2 separate regions of the Triticum aestivum genome follow, and region 1 is linked to region 2. Evidence: chromatin contacts called from public Hi-C data. All regions are on one chromosome and are shown on one strand. The core of a region is the stretch at or near the end of the contact, and the rest is flanking DNA. Distances in the headings are between cores, read along the strand shown. Region 1 holds the start of LOC123077763 (serine-rich adhesin for platelets). Region 2 holds the start of LOC101664699 (gibberellin 2-beta-dioxygenase 3).

Region 1 (2,700 bases), core at 128-2,627, 330 kb after region 2:
GATAGTTAAATAAAATTTATTCCTTTGCAGTACGGAAAATTTGGCTTTTTGCAAAACAGTAACCATAGAGCCTTCCACCAGCCAAATATGCATGTAGTGATAGCATCATTCTGTTCATTACTCTCTATGTGTTATTTTGCCAGCATATTCCATGTGCTGACCCGTTTCGGGCTGCAACGTTTCATGTTGCAGACTTTTCAGACGACGCGTAAGGTGCCTTAGGTCGTGGTCTTATACTCAGTGATGCCGTTGGAGTTGATGGACTCACTTATCTTCCAAGTTTTCCGCTGTTATCGTATTTAGATGGCCTTAAGCCATATTTATCATACTTATTTCTCTTTTGAGATACTCGTTGTAATAAGTGTGTGATTGATACTCTGTTATAAATCCTCCATTTGTACTGTGCGTGTCAACGTTACTGATATAGGGATGACACTGGTGCACAGCAGCACAGACTGTTTGAGGTCTGGTCGCTACAGCGCCACCCCGACACTGCAACCATCGGAGCTCATTTACGCCCATACTCGAACCGGAGAACGCACAGTGCTGTAGAATCAATCAAGCATTCAAACCACACGAAGAACAGGAGCAGCCACAGGTGGCTCATCCAACAAACGCATGCGGCTCCAAGAAGTGCCCGGTGAATCTCGGGTGCGGTCCCGTGCTCCGGCACCCAAAGTACTCCAGTTTCTCTGCCCCCCTGCAGATGGGCCCACACGAACCCAGTCCCCCGGTCCCAGCCCGCGGGCGGGGCCACGTCCAAGGGGGTATTCGGTATCACGGGTCGCACCACGAACTCGTCTTCCCGATAGTCACTTTCCCCACCCACTACGCTTCGCAGTATCCCCCAGCCATCAATTCTCAAAACAAACAAAAAAGAAAGAATCCCACAGCCTTCAATGAAGCGGCCAACGATCCCAGAATTCCCGGCCACCACCCTCGCCCCGCCGCCTCCCCGACGGGTGGGCCACGCATATCCTCGCGCAGGCTTTTCCAGCGGGGTATACTACCAAGCGCCGGTGCGGAAAGTTTACTCCTCCGCCCGGTGGATATACGAGCGCGCCCCGGAAAGACGACAAGGCACCTCTGCGGGGGAGCGGCCACGCGTGCGTACCAATGGGGGCTCGCAGGCTGACACGTGGGCCCGGCCATGTGGGGCGATGGCGTTATGGGAATGGGCATCGCCCAAGCGTACGGCCGCGTCAGGGTCAGGGATGAGGGAGCAAGAAAGCCCTGACCGGCCGCGTCAGCCACGTTGGACGTGGCGAGCGACGGTGACTGGCCCCTGCGTATGGGGCGGCCCCACGTGTCGGCGTGACGCGTCCCGGCGCGTATCTTGCGCTTCGGGTAGGCCTACGTTCACTAATTAAGGACTCCGCTGCTATCTGGACGGACGGGGGAGAGAAAAAAATAAGACTCGGTCCCCTTCCAGACTTCCCCAGCAGCATCCCCCACCCCCTTTCCCACAGAGAAAAAAACAAGCCAAAGCTCTTCGTCTTTCAGGCGCAGCAGAGAGGGGAGCAGAGGGAGGCGAAGGTACAGAGCGGCAGACGACGAAGGTGGGAAGGAAGGGCCTGCGACCGACGCGGCCCCGCGTCTCCGATCATCCCCGCCGTGAGTGCTCCAGCCGCTCCCCATCTCCGATCGCGACCCCCGCTCGCTCGATGCTTCAGTTCGTCTGGCTAGGGCTTGGGCCAGTCGCAATGTGGGGGTTTTCGGCGCCGGGTTTTCGGGTTGATTTGGCGCTCTATTTCGGCCTATTTGGTCGCTTCCGAGCGCCGGGGGTTAGTGTTTCCAAGCGCGTCCGATGGGGAATTTCCTAGGGCTTTGGGTTTGGGGAAGGTTTTGGTCCGAATGTTGTGGGATTTTTCGGCGATTTTGTTTAGGTTGACCGGTAGCAGCGCTGGATTGGAGCGGCGGCGGCGGGTTTCCGATCGCGACGAAATGTGGCATGTTTTAATCGGCGGTTTTGGGCGGTTGTCAGTCTGACCATTTGGGGGTACTGTCGGGGCTCGCCTCTAGTCGAAAAACTGCTGCGGGTTTACCTGGTGTCAAGTTAATCCTACATGGATTTACTGTGTCCGTAGTTTGATTTCTCCCAGAAATTTTTCTTCAACCTCTTGCAGTTTTAGCGTCCTGGTGTTGGGGTTTTAGGGGTGTAATCAATGATGAGTCCGTGCAATCCCCTTTGACCCTAGGGTTTTCGTACGGAATGATGGCGACTTTGCTTAATCTCATGTTTAGATGGGTCCTCCCTCCTTTAATTTTCGAACCTGACTATGTGGTTAAGAGGCTATTAGACTCTAAGATTCTGATTTAGGTGTGATTTTTCTGCATGCACCTTGGGGAGTGTGGGATTTGCATTTGGACCCACAATTTGTTGTGGTTAGATTAGCTTGTTGATGTGATTATCAGCAGGCTTCTCGGTAATGCGGCAGTCAGGAAACCGGATGGACCGTAGAGGGAATGTGAAGTAATTTGCAAGCTCTTGGTCGAATTCTCATTGCCAACACATGCGGTGCATGCTTGGTTTCAAGATGTATGATGATTATGTAGCTTGATTCACCTTAATTTTGGGCCTCAGGAGTTTAGAAATCACAGCATGAGTGTGTGCCGTGTGCCACTCTTGACAATTCTTTTAACAACACTTCTGATGCATAGTACAATATTTTTGGTTATTGTTAGTTTAATTGATAATGA
Region 2 (2,700 bases), core at 82-2,581:
AGCAGCATAGCGGCAGGGAGAAGCGGCGGGGAGCGGCGGCGCCGGCGGGCAAGCAGCGGCGGCAGCGGCGGCAGGCAGCAGCAGCCGTCGCGGCGGGGAGCAGCGTCGGCGGCGGGTAGCAGCAGCCATGAGCAGCACATAGCGGCATGGAGAAGCGGCGGGGAGCAGCGGCGCCGGCGGCGGGAAGCAGCGGCGGCGATGGGGGAGCAGCTCGAAGCTTCCCGCCATGGCGACGGGTTACGGGAGCGAGAAAGAGCACAGGGACCCAATTGCTTTTTTACAAAACTTACATGGACTGTTTTGCATTTTTTAGGACCGACATGTGGGCTCCACATGTCATAACGGTCAACTAACGGTCCAATATAACAGTGACCTGACGAGTGGACCCCCTTTGTCATAAACGTGATTAAAACTTAACGCTTCAGGAACTAGGGTTTTTTGGAACAGCCCACCACTTTTGTGGTAGATTTTTAAATTTTTTAAAAAGTAATAGTTTTTCAAAACGAAAGCCTGTAATGTGGTAGTTTTTTGCTATATACTCTGGGTTTGCAAGTGATAAATATAGGCATACATCACACATTATCTGCATCCATCTCTTGCACCTGGCGAGGATTTTTTTAGCATGGACAGCTCAGCGGGGCTCCCCGTTCATGCAGTCCATTTCTATTTCTGAAGAAGGAAATGAACCCGGACTTATTATCCTGGTGGTCCTCTAAGCAAGTGCTGCAAAACTATCCTTTTCTATTCTACGGAGTACATTGTACCACCACGCCACGGCAATTCACGAAATTATTGGTCCATGTACTATTATGTCCAGTGTTTTTAAGGCCCGTAGGTATCTTGCCTGGCTACACAAGAGCATTTTCCCAATGTTGGCAAAAAGACCCGTATACGTCGTCCACATGGAGTTAACTTGCAAGCAATACTGGCGAAAGGCCTTTGATTGTCAAAAGATGACCGAGGTTGAAAATGACCTTGATCTCTTGGCCATCGTTCTGAAGGCTCTGACCGAGCTAAGTTTTCTGGAAGTGTAAGTGTCATCACTGACGTAGATAGCACACATTCCGCCTACGTACAGAAGTACTCAAACGGTGGGGATTAACCCGGCACGACGGATACCACGATCTAATGCCGCGATGAGCAAAACGGCAACCCATGGCGGTGCCAAGCACCGATCCATGCCATTGGCGCTCGATCTAACGGCCCATATCAACGCACTATAGCGTCACAGGTGCACAGCACGGCAGAGCGCGCGGAATATTCAGAGGCTGTACTTGTACCAACCTTCCGGCGGGCCGGTGCGCCTATAAATAGAGGGCAACGAGCTCGGCTCGTATCACTCAACTCGAAAAGCTCTCGCGCTTGCTCGATCAAGCCTTCTCTTGCCCTGCTTTCTCCTCTGTTTCCTCGAGAACAAGGAAGAAGAAAAAGCCGACCATGGTGGTCCTTGCCAAGGGCGAGCTGGAGCAGATAGCGCTGCCGGCGGCCCAGCCGCCGCTGGCCCACGTGCGGGAGGTCGACCTGTCCGCCGCCCCGGGGCCCGGCCGCGCGGCCGCGGCGCGCGCGCTGGTGTCCGCGTGCGAGGAGCAGGGCTTCTTCAAGGTGACCGGCCACGGGGTGCCGCCGGAGCTCGTGCGCGCCGCGGAGGCGGCCGCGGCGGAGTTCTTCGCGCTGCCGCAGGCCGAGAAGGAGGCCGCCGCTGGCCGGCCGCTCGGGTACGACAGCAAGCGCATCGGCGTCTCCGGCGACCTCGGGTGGATCGAGTACCTCATGCTGGGCGTCACCCCCGCCGGCGCGCTGCCCGCCGCCTCCTTCGCGTCCTGGACATTGCCGTGCGCAGGCGCCGCCGTCGCGTCGCTGTCCGAGCCCCCCTGCCCCTTACGGTGAGTTCGTTCGCTCGCCACCCATGCACGCTGGACATTTTACATTCGCCCTCCGCGTCTGCACCGGCACCCCCTCCCTCCGCTGACAAACACATGCACATGCACACATGCCACGCCACGTTTTTCTTCCCGCCCTCTCGTGATCTGCTCAGCTCAAAATGCCTGCTCGAACAGTCCAATCACTGTCAGTTGGAGAGCATTACCTGAACTCCTAAAGTGTACTACCAAAAGTGAATCTTAGCCAGCAACACCAGTCAATTTAGCCATGTCTCTCAAAGTCTGAAGAAACGTCAATGACATTAACACGAAGCTGTAGGATTTTTTTATCGTCGAATGGTTTTAGAGTTCCTGAAATTCCTGAAAAGCAAATTTGAAAATACAAGATGGAGGATTTCCGTGGATAAGACTGGCCTTTCGTGGCCGCGTGGAGCTTCACTATTTATCGCGGCCGACGTACGGAGGCGGCGAATCTTTAACGTTTGACTCACGTGCGGCGGCGACGTAACGGTCGGCCCGTTGTTTTCGATCACTCTCTACTTGCCGTGCTGCTCCGTTCGCACGTGTCGGCGTCGCCGTGCACCCGTGTCGACGCGCCGCCCGTCAAGCTACGTACGTACGATGCCTTTCTGCCGCTCCGGTGACGTGCTGCCGTTTACACTCCACACTGCCGCGCCCCATCCCTATCCGCATCTCCTTTTGACATCATTAATCAGAGTCGCGCAATAATACGTGGAGTGATATTTTTTGGTCGTTTTTTTGTTGCTGTCAGGGATCTTCTGGAGGAGTACGCGGCGGCGGTGCGGCGGATGGCGTGCGG

The links. A called contact is a pair of places that touch in the nucleus more often than the background predicts.
Region 1: a Hi-C map of leaf shows a contact between it and region 2, with 4 times the contacts expected there. The contact joins the promoter of LOC123077763 here to the promoter of LOC101664699 in region 2. A contact is called at or near these places in 2 of 5 Hi-C or Micro-C datasets (both in leaf).

The regions. Positions count from the first base shown.
Region 1 is chr3D:115,218,345-115,221,044 of IWGSC CS RefSeq v2.1, forward strand. It overlaps LOC123077763 (serine-rich adhesin for platelets), which reads left to right and starts at 1,378. Exons shown (of 10, transcript XM_044500089.1): 1 at 1,378-1,614.
Region 2 is chr3D:114,889,677-114,892,376 of IWGSC CS RefSeq v2.1, forward strand. It overlaps LOC101664699 (gibberellin 2-beta-dioxygenase 3), which reads left to right and starts at 1,332. Exons shown (of 3, transcript XM_044500087.1): 1 at 1,332-1,883; 2 at 2,653-2,700. The coding sequence starts at 1,438.